Regions from separate parts of the Triticum aestivum genome. Here region 2 is linked to region 1. The links are chromatin contacts, called in public Hi-C maps. All regions are on one chromosome and are shown on one strand. The core of a region is the stretch at or near the end of the contact, and the rest is flanking DNA. Distances in the headings are between cores, read along the strand shown.

Region 1 (6,517 bases), core at 584-3,083:
GCTTATTCTTACTTGTTGCATTCTGCATAACTGGATCATGCAATGGGGTTGTGATGAACTGGTGCCTGAGGAGGAAGATGTGACGCCTGACGATATTGTGAGCTCCGGCCATGGTGTGGAGGCATTTGACAACGAAGCCTAGAAAAACAAAAGGACGAAGCCGGGACAGGCAATGTGGGATAACAGAGGCCAGATAAGGATCTGTAGAAGAAGAAGAGCAAGAGCAGCAGCAGAAGAAAAGGAAGAAACAGAGCAACAGAAGAGGAAGAAACAGAGCATCAGAAGAAGAGGAAGAGGATGGACTTCCATCTAGTTAGCATCGATGATGAACTTTCTCCTATTCAGCCATGACTCTTAATAATGTGTACTGCCATTTGATAGTAGTTAGGATGTACCGTAATTTGTTTCGTACCTAGGAGTGAAAAACTATGTTCAGATCATGTGTGTTAAGGTCCCCACTGGTGAGAAGTGATGAGAGCACCTTATACAGATTGCAACCAAATAGCTTGTCATATGTGCATCCAATGCCACGCGGCCAACCAAAAGACGGGTTAAAATTAGTTCCGCCATCCAGCCAGCTTAAATGCGGGCAACCAAACTAGGCCGAAATCACTATTCTGACCTTTTCAGCAATCTTTGTCACAAAGTGAACTCGACATGAAAGTATTTCATGATCTGACCTTTTTAGCAACGCCACAGCCCGTAGCGTTTCTTCTCCATATAAAAACGCCGAGGTAGCTCGCGTTTTAGACCCACAGACGAACGCCAAGTCAGTTCTCATTTATACCAGCCATGAGGACAAGCACAGCACAGGGAGAGTGCTGCTGGAGAGATGACGAGTCATCAATGATGATGCAGGTACTCTGATTCTGGCCCAAGGCGGTTCACACTGTTCACACGAAAAGATGCAAACACCGTGGTAGGTGTTGTCAGGATCAGCATTATTACTGCAGTGTTGTCAGGATGCAGGTACTCTGATTACCCCAGTGTTTACCGTGGTAGGTGCTACAGAGTGAGCAGTAAGATTACTTCACCTGGAGCCGGCGGGAGTTTATGCTACAAACGCCAATGATCGTGGCGTTTCGGCCTGGGCGGCAACGCCAATGCGCTTGGCGTTTCAATGTGGATCGGAAGCGCTAGCTAGCTTGGCGTTTGTATGTGGGTCTGAAACGCGAGCTACTTCGGCGTTTTTATATCGAGAAGAAACGCCACGGGCTGTGGCGTTATTAAAAGGGTCAGATTGTGAAATACTTTCATGTCAAGTTCATTTTGTGACAAAGATTGTTGAAAAGGTCAGAATAGTGATTTCGTCCACCAAACTATGTACAGATCGTGATTTTTGATTTGTTTCTCCTCAGCCATGACCATCAAAGAAGTACATGCAATATGCAACGCAGATAAATCGATGCAAGGAACCAAACACGCTCTTAAGCCTTTTGTTTTCTCCATTCATCCCTTGGCCGTGGCCGTGGGCTTTGCATGAATGGAGAAAATAAAAAGCATGAGAGTTACGTGCAATGGTCAAACTTGAATGGCACGGCCGGAAATCGTTGGAACAGTCAATTTCCTATTTCACTCACCTGGATACGCAAAGGAACCTTCCACCGTGATTGACAGGCGTACCAACCGAAATGTGCACGTCACTGCGGAAGCACAAACCAACTGCTGAGCTGATCTTCGCGAATCGAGGTACGTAGATGATTTCGAATGGACAAGGCACGCCCTGACCCTCAGTCTGCCGACCGACCACGCAACCGGAACTGGCCACCATCCCCACTCCAGATAGATGGCTTTTCAAGCTTCGATTCTTCGGCGTGAGTCACTCCAATTCTTCTTCTTCCCGCTGCCACATCGCCACGTCCAGAACAGTCTTCCCGACGGACAGGGACACCCCAGCGCCCACACGTGTTCACCTCGCTGACACTGGACACGACGCACAACCATCCTATTTAAGCGCCAGGCGAGGCCACGCTGAAATAATACAAAAACCCACTACAGAATACTACCAGCAGTTCTTCGTTGCAGCATCATCACACAGATTTAAGGTTCAATCTCCAGACAGAAAATGGTACGCAATGTTACATTTACTTATGACCTGCCTCTCCTGGTCCTCTTCTTCTTAATCAGTTCACGCTAGCTAATTCGTTGTGGATTTGTGAATAACTTGGGTGTATTTTTCATGCAGGCGAACGCGGTGTCGGGCGTGGCGGTGAGCGAGGAGTGCGTGAGGGCGTTCCAGGAGCTGCGCGCGGGGCGCGCGCACCGGTTCGTGGTGTACAAGATGGACGACGCCGTGCAGCAGGTGGTGGTGGACAAGGTGGGCGGCCGCGACGCCGGCTTCGACGACCTGGCCGCGGCACTCCCCGCCGACGACTGCCGCTACGCCGTCTACGACCTCGACTTCACCGTCGGCGACGCCACCGCCAAAGGCGCGGACGGGGAGGCGCCGCGCAGCAAGATCTTCTTCATCTCCTGGTACGTTTCTCTTAAATAACACTCGTGGTCCTGTGTATCAGCATATGTGACCAAATGTGTGGGCTGCACGATGACATGTTGGTGTTGGTTGGTTATGTAAAAGGTCGCCGGCGAGTGCGGAGGTGAAGAGCAAGATGATCTACGCCAGCTCCAACGAGGGGTTCAAGAAGGAGCTGGACGGCACGCAGATCGACGTGCAGGCCACCGACCCCAGCGAGCTCACGCTCGACATCCTCAAGGACCACGCCACCTAACCAATCAATCAAGCCCCTATGTATGATTGACGGTTCACGCGTGCACGTTACGTGCGTGTGCTAGCTTTGTGCTGTGCATGTATCTTTGCCCTCTTCGATTGTGTTGTGTGCTTCCAATTGGATCGTGTCGTCGACCCCAAGAGAATGATGATGATTTTCCATTGTACCACTACGTGGTGTGCGAATAATTGACTCTTTCCTCAAGTGTAACACGTAATGGCAACGATTAGTTGAGGACATGTTCATGTTACAATGGGGATCTTTGCTTCTCCTCGAAAAGGACAAATGGGATTGCCCTGGTTTTATGTCATGGCAAAAAAGAAACGATTGAATTCGATTAATCTTCTGACATAAAACATTTGGATTTAGCATAGTCAATTTTGTGTACCTTGGGCTCATACATTCACATGTCAATGAATAGTAACACGAAAAGTTAAAATCTTCTGGAAAAAAAATCTTGAGATAAAACATCCGAGTTTAGTATAGTCAACTTTATGTACCTTATGTCAGGGAATAGTGACATGAAAAGTAAAAATCTGACATAAAACATCTGGGTTCACTATAGTCAACTCTATATACCTTGCGCTTGCGTTCACACATTGAGATGTTAATGAATAGTAACATGAAAAGTTAAAATCTTCATCCATTTATGCATTGAGATGTCAGTAAATAGTAACATGAAAAGTTAAAATCTTCCTGTGGTATGTTGATGTAAAACATTAGGGTTCAGCATAGTCAACTTTATATACCCTGTGCTTGCGTTCACACAGATCGGTTCGAACCTTTGCATGCCGAAACATCTGGGTTCAGCATAGTCAGCTTTATATACCTTGCGCTTGCGTTCACGCATTGAGATGTTAGTGAACAGTAACATGAAACGGCTCAGCATAGTCAAACTTCATGTACTTTGCGCTTGCGTTCACACATTGAAATGTCAGTGAATAGTAACATGAAAAGTTAAAATCTTTGTGTGGCATCTTGACATAAAACATCTGGGTTCATGCATTGAGATGTCTGTGAATAGTAAAATGAAAAGTTAAAATCTTTGTGTGGTATCTTGACCTAAAATATCTGAGTTCATGCATTGAGATGTCAGTGAATAATAACATTGTTGAGGAAATCGTTAACTGGTAGCTGCTCGGTTGGCTGGTGAGTAGGGAATTAATCGGCTAATCGGCAAGTTAATCGGCCATTTAATCAATTAACCGGATGATTTATCGGTTTATAGACTACTCGGTGACCGTACGAGTAGGGATTAATCGGCAAGTTAACTGGTTAATCGGATGAATTCTTGAACAGGGAATAATAACATGAAAAGTTAAAATCTTCGTGTGGTATCTTGACATAAAACATCTGGGTTCAGCACAATCAACTTTATGTACCTTGCGCTCACGCATTCATATGTCTCTTTGTTTAGAGGGAAGTTGTGCTAACTAAGAGTACTTAACAAAAAACCTACTGCCTCCAATCCATATTACTTGTCGCTCAAATGGATGTAGTAAAGTGGATTGGAGGGAGTACCACTTTAGGAGGTTTGTGTCCCACTGAACTACCATTTCCAAAACATTAATAAAAAACTACCACTTTAAACTAATTTTGTTCCTAAAAACTACCACTTTTGGATAGTGATTGGTTTAGACGATTTAAACACATTTATGGCAGGCGGGCCCCACCCGTTGGGCTGGCATGGCAGGAAAGACAACTCCATTTATTTTGACTGTTAAGTTTAGCGTTATGATAGGTGGGGTCTACACATCAGCATCAACCTCCTTCCTCCTTTCTCTGTTTCACATTTCAACAAGCACCTTGAATATTGTGCTAACCAGAGATAATCTTGTCCATCGCAATTGAAACTTGTGCTAACCAAAGATAATCTTGTCCGAAGTGTAGTTTTTGTACACACAACGAGACAATCAAGCACCTCCTTTTTCATGCAAGTTTGCACGTGCTGAGTGGTCATTCATCGAAACAGCGTCCAATGTGTATCCGCCCATAAATGTTAATAAGGTGGGAGCGTATGTTTTATTATGGTCGGTTTGACTCAATTGATTTAGTTTTTAGGAGAAAAACTCTTCTTCTTTACAGGTTATTTTCCGTTGTACAAGTTTGTTTCATACGTGGTCTACGCTGCACTGAGCGGAGTACCTACTGTTCTTCAAGGCGGTGTGTACGGGGCTAGAGCGGGTGACCACAGAGGTGTTTACTCAATATGAGTGGCAGCATGATCTATGGATCGGTCCACCATCTCTTCAACATAAGCATAGTTCGGTCATGTACAACTCTAATGTTGCCAATATGTTGATTTTTTATTTTCCTTGTTAGCCAGTTGATGGTTGACTGTTTGCCTCTTAATTATGCGGAGACATGCTTAATATCTGCTTGCAATGTTTTAAGTTAATAAAAATGTCTTTTATCAAAAAATTCTCACCTTCTATGATCGTGCCTGGACGTGCCAATTCATCAAATAATGACACAGTTGATTGTTCTTTCTAGAAAAAACAAAAAAAGCAATCGAGTCGGTGAATTTGATTGATTGGCATGAGTTGTTTTCTTGAGAGAAGGGCGCGAAAGAGACTAAGCAATACATCTATACGTCAACACTCCCCTCGCGTGTGGTTCCCTCAGCCCTAAACGTGGACCGAAAGTGGGCTGCAATTTAATTGCGACAGTCGAGTCTTGAACTCAAGACCTCCTGTCTCTGATATCATGTAGAAGTGCATGCTCTAGCCAATGCAACCAAAAGACCGATCTGATGAAAGAGACTAAGCAATACATTTATACCTCAACACTAACTCGCTTGAAGTCGCCATGGCGTGGCGCCTGGGCGGAGACTACATAGGCGATTGAGAAGGCATTGGAGGACTGTTGTGGACGGGGAAGGAGATGGGAGCTCGAGTGGAGGTCTTCATCATGTGGTGGTCAACGACGTCAGTGGGGTAGTTGGCGATGGCCAGAGAGATATAGTGAATTGATCTTCAACTATGGTCTGGCCTCGCTAGGCCACCGAAGAAGTGGGTGTCGGTGCATACTCCTAAACGACGACAACCTCGATCTCACATCTGAATCTGGTGTGTTGCAGCATGGGCAATAGTGTCAGATTTTCTTTAGGAAGTCATTGTGTTTGGTTTGGGATGATGGCATCACCCCATTGTACAAATGCTGGTTTCCCCGCCCTATCCACGTTTCATGGGTGAGCTTATCACTGGCTGGAGCGTGTGAAGATGTGTCTCCGACGGGTCTTACGAGATCTTGTCGGTTTAGATTTTCAGTGGATCCGTGTGGATGCCTTTATTCGTGTTTTATTCTCGGGTTGACGATTTACTTCGCAAATTACGGTCGTAGACGTCTTCTAGTCTGCATCGACGACTTCTTGGATGCTACTTTTACAAGGTTTTGAGTTTAAAAAAATTTGCTCCATCAAGTAAGAGGCTCAGATGTGGCATCGAACTATGTGCATGGTACGTCAGTATGTACGAAAAAGAAGACTTCAACACTTCCACGATTTTGAATGTAATTTTATTTTTCTTAATGGTGTGTTTGCATGGACCTGTGATATTTGATATATTAATATATTAAATATAATTTCTTAGGCCTTTTTTCAAAAAAAAAAAGATTGATCGACCTGTCAGGTTCATGGGGCGCCACTTTAGTAAGCGGGTGTCGTGGGTCGACGTGGAAAAGAAAATCCAGGCTAGCCATGAGCGGCAGCGTGAGTACGCTTCGCCACTAACGCTCACAGATCCATCGATCATCGATCGGCACGATTAATTTTGTGCTACAGAAATTTT
Region 2 (7,362 bases), core at 3,502-6,001, 150 kb after region 1:
GTACATTGGACCGGAATTGGAGTCAATGTAATTATCTTCCCACTGTCGGTAATAAGCTGATTTTACACTGAAAATTCCTGACTTGGTGAGGTGCCACGCCACGAAGTCTTCAATGTCATCCTGGTAAATGGGGATCTAGAGTATGCGATCGGCATCAATGGGCCAGAAAATTTCATGCACAAGTGCTTCATCCCATGCACCTGACACCGGGTCAATTAACTCATGGACTCTAGTCAGGACACAATTACCTCGAAAAGTTATGATCTTTCTTGAACAGCTAGAAGGAATCCAACTGTCCTCCCAGATATTAATTTTGTGACCACTTCCCACTCTTCAAATGCATCCCTTCTTAAAATTCTGGATACCCGCCCATATACTTTGCCAAGCATAAGAAGATCCCTTCTTCAATTTACAATTTAGAATGTCACCACTTGGGTAGTACTTTGATCTTAGTACTCTTGCGCACAAAGAATCAAACTGATCAATAAGTCGCCAACACTGTTTCGCGAGCATCACAAGATTAAAGCAATGAATGTCTCGAAAGCCCATGCCACCTCTATTCTTTGGGACACACATCGTCCACCATGCGAACCAATGCATTTTGCGTTGATCTTCTCCGTCACCCCACCAATAGTGCGAAATTGCGTCAGTGATTCCCTTACAATTTTTTTTGGGAATTTGAACACGCTCATCGCATATGTTGGGATAGCTTGAGCCACCGCCTTTATCAAAGCCTCTTTGCCGCCATAGGATAGTGTCCTTTCCTTCCACCCATTAACAATTTGCTGAATTCTCTCTATGAGATGTTTAAAACAATCCACCCTATCAACCCCGATAATTGACGGCAGCCCCAAACATTTGTCAGAGAGGGACTCTGTCATAATATCCAAAATTTGGCACACCTCCACCTTAGCATCAACATCAGTATTTGGGCTGAAAAAAATAGATGATTTAGCAGCACTAACCATATGTCCTGAAGCAGAACAATAATCATCCAGAATACTCTTCAGTGACGCGGCGTCGGCTGCATCCGCCCTCATCAAGATAAGTGAATCATCAGCAAATAATAAGTGAGATATCGTAGGTGAATCACGACAAACCTTGACCCCATTGAGATTGCCCACTTCCTCCTCATGTGCGATTAGAGCAGAGAGGCCTTCAGCACATAACAAAAACAGGTAAGGGGATAGAGGATCCCCTTGCCTAAGGCCTCTACTTGGGCTGAACGGGTTGGTTTCATTTGAGTTGAATCTCACCTTATATTCAACAGAAGACACACAGGCCATAATAAGTTGAACCCATCTCACATCGAATCCAAGCTTGATCAAGATAGCCTTCAGAAAAACCCACTCAACACGGTCATATGCTTTGTGCATGTCAAGTTTGACTGAACATGAACCAACCTTCCCTTTCTTCTTCTTCATGCTGTGAAGACACTCATATGCAACAATGACATTATCAGTTATGATGCGGCCAGGAACAAACACACTTTGGTTTTCACTAATTATCTCTGGAAGAAATACTTTCAAGCGCGCTGCCAACATCTTTGCAATGACCTTGTAGACAACATTACATAGACTTATGGGCCTGAATTGGGAAACAGTTTCAGGCGTGTCCACTTTTGGGATTAGAACGATAGTGGTGGTGTTCCATCCCTCGGGGATCACCCCACTATTAACCGCTTGGAGCACCTCCCTCACAAGATCATCCCCAACAAGATGCCAATTTTTTTATAAAAAATAGCATGCAACCCGTCTGGGCCTGGAGCTTTAAAATCTCCAATGCTAAACAATGCGCGCTTCACTTCCTCAGCAGTATATGGTGCCAGCAAGGCCTCATTCATGTACGGAGTAACTTTCGTTTTGACTTTATTCAAGACTTCAACTTTCGGTTCTATCACTTCAGATGTGAACAAGCTCCGAAAATATGCATCAATTAAACCTCTCATTGCTTCGTTATCTTCTCTCCATGCACCATTTACATCCATCAATCGACGAATAAAGTTTCTTTTCTTTCTCGCCGTCGCAAAGTTATTGAAGAAGTTGGTGTTACGGTCACCATTTTTCAACCAGTTCTCCCTACTGCGTTGTATCCAATATATTTCCTCCTTCTCCATTGTTTCTTCAATTTCAATAAGCAACTCCCTTTGCCGATCTGCCGACTCATCAGTGAGTGGCCCTAACCGCAAAGAATACAGCTCCTCCTTTAGCTTCTTAAGCCGACGCTGGGGGGATTTAAGAACCTCCCTATCCCAAATGTGTAAGTCTGCATGCACTGATGCGGTACGGTCTGCTAATGATCGCAGGCCTGCAGAATTTTCCCACGCCTTAGTTACCTTATTCGTGACATCATCTTCTTTGAGCCAGCTTGCCTCAAACTGCTTTGAGTATTACGCTGTTGACTATCCACATCCACCTCTCCTTCTAGGTTCAACACAAGAGGCCTATGGTCAGACTTAATATGTGGTGTGTTGGTCACAAATGCATTCGGGAACAGACCATGCAAGCTCCCATTGCAGACCACTCTGTCAAGTCGTTGACGCAGCCGTCTCCGGCGCCATGTAAACTGATCACCCACCGCTCCCATATCCTCCAACTCGCAGTCAACCAATGCATCACGGAAGTCCTACATCATGCGTGTCGGCCGCGGGGCTCCTCCTTCCTTCTCATGCGAATAAAGAATTTCGTTGAAGTCTCCCGCGACAACCCAAGGTGCATTATAGTGAGTATGCAGGCCGCGCAGGTACGTCCACGACAGATGCTTGTCCTCCCATCTAGGTTCTCCGTAGAACCCGGTAAAACGCCATAGCTCTTCTGGCAGCGAGCCCACCATTACATCAATAAAGTTCTTGGTTTTTGCCACCACTTCAATCGCATTTGGGTTCCGCCAAAACAAGATTAGGCCGCCACTAGCGCCAACACTTTCAACCACCTCAAGATGGTCCATCCTCAGTTTCTTCAACAGTTTCTTTGCCCTTGCTGTGTTCAAATGTGTTTCGGACAAGAAAAACACATCCGGCCCCCATTGCTTCTGGATGTCCAGAAGCGCCCTCTCCGCCGCGGTGCTGGCCAAACCGCGGCAGTTCCAGCATATGATTTTCATTGCGTCCGGCGATCCTCCTCACGGGAGGTCGCCGATGGCTCATTGTTTGTTTCACTAAGCTCTGATCTATGCCTTTTCTGATCATGTATCTTCTGCGGGGTGCTCATCAGATTCTTGTCAATAGGTTCCATGGCTATATTCTCTAATAAGCTCACTTTATCAGATACAAAACCTGGAGGGGGCGCCGAGGCCAGCACCCTCCCATCATTGAATGTACCGTCTTGTCCAATAAGTCGTTTCCTAGCAATAGGAACAATTGCACGAGCAGGGCGTTCAGGGATCTCCCCTAAATCCAAGTCCATGTTTTCCTGCAGGCGCGGATCACCTGCTGCACCTCTACCTCTTCCAAAGCCTCCTCCCCTTCCTGCAGCAGCTCCACCCCGGACAAAACCACTACCAGTTCCTCCACGGTCGCCTGAGTTATCAAAGTTTACTAGGAGCCATTCACCCCACTCACACTCTTCGGGCCTGTGGATCCCATCACCACATTCAGTCACGATGTGCCCAATCAAACCACAAAAGTCACAAAAATCAAGGAGCTTCTCATACTCAACAGCATACTTCTTCTTCTCTTTGAGAGTCAAGGGGACGAACCGAACCAGCGGAGTATTCAGCATTAGAAAGACACGAGCACACAAGTATCTCGCAGGATTCAGACGCCCCTCATTCACTACAACTTTTATGGGTGGAATCCCAACTTTTCGAGCAATCTTTTCTGCCAAAGCCGTGTTCTACATCAGACCTTCAGGAATCCCCATAATTCTGGCCCAGACTGGGATCCTATCCAGCTTGTAATCTCTGACATCAAATATACCATCATACTCTTCAATCACAACAGCCGCGTTGCGGAAAACCCAGGGACCGCCTCCCATCACTCGGTTCCAGTCGCCTAGGCACATGAATTGGGCAAGAAACAGGTTGGTTTCCACTGGCTTAAACGTCACTCCTTGGGCAGAAGCCCACGCATTGCGCATCGCCTTAAACAAGGCAACATGAATGAAGGGCTTCTGTGTATGAACCCTAAAGATCCCTATCCAGCGAGTCTCCTGAATCAGCCCTTCCACTTCACCTGATAGGTCTAGTTCCTCTTCTTCTTCACCATGGAGATTCAACCCGCTAAACCTGTCCTCAAGATTTGGGGCGGATCCACTGCTGTGGCCCTCCCCGCTGCTACCTGGAACCCCTCCTGCTGGGTTCTCTGTCGCCATTGAATCGCCGGTACACGCTAGCACCTTCGATCTACAATCTCCACGCAAGGGGCGACCTGGATCGATGGGAAGATGGACTCTGTCGGGCGCGCCGCCAGAGGAAGCAGGGGAACCCTAGCGGGAGCCAGGGGAAAAAAACTCGCAGTCTCTTACGCACGAAGTTTTCTTTGTGCGGGAGCATCGGACCGAGTAGTTAGTAGCGAATGTTTCCTGTTTTGAGTACTACGATTACCGTTTTCTTTGTTGGGCAGCCGTACGTTTTTACCCACGCGGCCAGGCCAGACGACAGTCAGTCGTAGCACGCAAGAAGCGGTGATTTGCCACGCCGCGGGCCACAAGGAGCAATCCCGCCCCTCCATCTCGCCATCCGACGGCCACGGATGCGCGCAGGGCAGGCGGCCGCAAAAAAGGCCGATCCCGTCGCTAGCCGACCACGAGCGGAGCCCGAGGCGACGCCCCGACGACTCCCCCCATCAAAAGGGGGGCCGGGCGAGGCGAGCGAGCAGCAACTCCAACAAGCTACGCAGCACACAACCCTCTCCACCCCCAGCAATCCATCCATCCACCCCACCCCCACCCCCCTTTCCCCTCCCCTCCCCGGCGGATTCCCTCCCCGAGCTCGGCAATGGTACGTCTTCGTCCTTCCCCCGACCCCCCTCCCCCGCGCCGGGTCTGCGGTCTCCGCGCGCCGATCTCGCCGCCTGCCCCGCAGATCGGCGCGTGCTCTCCCTCCCCGTAGTTCAATTTTCCTCCGCTCGTCGGTCGATCTGGCCGCCGGTAGAGGAGTACTGGCCCGGACGCCTGGATCGGAGGAAACCGGGGTCGTCCCTTGCTTTACCTCCTTTTTTTTCTGTTTTTTTGCGTCGCCAGCGGTCGGATCGTGGGAGACCCGTCCTGCTCTCCTCGCGAATCTCTTGGGCGAAACGCGCGTCTTGGTCGGTACCACGAGATTTCGCTAGGCGGGGATGGCTGGCCCCTCGGATCCTTGGTTTTAGCAACTTGTAATCGGTAGATCCAGGCTCCACATGATGTATCGTCCATGGAATCTCAGCTGATCTGTGCCGCCACCATGCATCTGCTGCCTGTTATCTAGCAGCACATGTTGACGATGCCGTGCATCTGTGGGTAGCACTAGCGCCGGGCCACCAAAGCATGATTTACAACCTATTGAGCGCCAGTTTTGTCTCCAAGAGATCACTAATCCATGTTCCAGACTATGGTGGACAAGGGTAGAGAGAGATCTGGTAGTGTGTGTTAAGTTGATGGATAAGTCTGATTCAGGTGGTTGCAAGTGAAAACTGTCTGCCGTGCACAAGATTAACAAAAATTAGTACATGTAGCTCCTGATTTCAACTTTTGTTGGACTGTGACATGTTGAGCCCTTTGGCATTTCCTTTCCTAGTTCATGACATTGTAATGAATTTTGGCTTCAAGCACCTATGGGGTAGTGCTCTCTTCCATTATCTAGTAATAGAAGACTAAGCGCAAAGGGGTTCCTTGAGTTGTATGCTTACTTAGAGTCTGATGTTGTTCAAGTGGAATTGAGGTTGCATTGTCTGTGTAGCTATGATATCTATCGTGACTTTGTTTATGCGCCCAGGCAAACGCTTCATCAGGAGCTGGGATCCATGATGACTGCAAGCTGAGGTTCGTGGAGCTCAAGTCCAAGAGGATGCACCGCTTCATAACCTACAGGCTGGAGAACCAGAAGGAGGTCATTGTGGACCAAACTGGGGAGCGTGAGGCAACCTATGAGGACTTCACCAAGACCCTCCCTGAGAACGACTGCCGATTCGCAGTGTTTGACTTCGACTTCACCACCCCGGAGGATGTGCCAAAGAGCAGGATCTTCTATATCTTCTGGTATGTTCTTCTCCATTCCTTGCATTTCCATGCATGGTTAGTTCACATCATCCAAAGTGCTTACGGGGTACGTTGTGCCTGAATTCGAAAGGTCCCCCGACACGGCAAAGGTGAGGAGCAAGATGACGTACGCGAGCACCAACGAGAAGTTCAAGAGGACCCTGGACGGCATCCAGATCGAGATGCAGGCCACCGACCCCAGCGAAATGAGCCTCGACGTGATCAAGGAGCGCGCGCACTAAGGCAGATCATCCAATGCCCTCGCAATATGGATTTATGTCAAATATAGATTTGGCGGTGTGACTCTTGAAACTTTCTTGATGATTTGTGGCTTTGTTACCGTGTCGAAAGGCCCTCCTCCCGTGGCCCGTGTGACCACGGAGGGCTTGCTCTATCATGTAATCTGTTCTTTTTCTTGTGCCCATTGATATGCCGGGCCTTATGCTGCTGCACTGCACTGTTCTTCCAAGTTACGGTTATAAATAATTAAATGTTCTGTTTGGATTCGTCAGAAGGCTCGTGTGTAATTCGGCATGGCAGTCTATCTGCATATCTGTTGGATATGATCTCGAGCGTGTCTTTTTGTCGGATGAAATTTCTGTTGTGTGTTAGCTCTGTTGCTGTGCTCTACCCACCGCACCAACATCTTTTGACTGTGTTAAACAGTTGAAGTGTGTGCTATATAAATAGGATATGATGCTGATGGCGACCATGATGCCGAGAGAAAGCAATGGGCATGAGGCAAAGCATTCAGCATTTGTACGCTAGATTAATTTAGTGCTTTGCTTGGGGCCTGTGAATGCAACCCTTCTTCAGGTCCAATCATTTATCAGATAACCAGACAACAAGAATTTGGTGAGAAACGAGAGGATTTCTTTCCCCATGTTCCAAAAAATCGCACTTGAAATCATGAAGCTGCGGAAATCAATTTTCACACCAAAAGGGAATAATATAAGATTTTTAATATGGCAGTTGCCAACAGCCCAAGGAAATTAACAGTATTTCGACGAAAAATTGCTGTGCTCGTTTCCTACAAACCGAATACATCTGCAGGGAACTTTCCTCTGGAATCCCTCATTCCAACTGCAGAAACCAAATGAGCCCCATGTGCTCGGATGTCATCTCAAAGGCAGCCAACTTTTCTTGTTCCTGATGTAAAATACGTATGAAGAAACAGCAAGGAAGGCCA

Evidence for each region. Hi-C and Micro-C count contacts between places; a contact is called where the count stands out from the background.
Region 2: a Hi-C map of leaf shows a contact between it and region 1, with 4 times the contacts expected there. The contact joins the promoter of LOC123113985 here to the promoter of LOC123113983 in region 1. A contact is called at or near these places in 5 of 5 Hi-C or Micro-C datasets (leaf, root and an unstated tissue) and 1 of 1 datasets of contacts at active chromatin or transcription factors (leaf).

Annotation. Positions count from the first base shown.
Region 1 is chr5B:660,722,292-660,728,808 of IWGSC CS RefSeq v2.1, forward strand. LOC123113983 (actin-depolymerizing factor 3) reads left to right here and starts at 1,834. Exons shown (of 3, transcript XM_044535330.1): 1 at 1,834-2,068; 2 at 2,186-2,475; 3 at 2,579-2,946. The coding sequence starts at 2,066. The coding sequence ends at 2,729.
Region 2 is chr5B:660,867,578-660,874,939 of IWGSC CS RefSeq v2.1, forward strand. It overlaps LOC123113985 (actin-depolymerizing factor 4), which reads left to right and starts at 4,752. Exons shown (of 3, transcript XM_044535332.1): 1 at 4,752-4,938; 2 at 5,911-6,173; 3 at 6,265-6,684. The coding sequence starts at 4,936. The coding sequence ends at 6,415.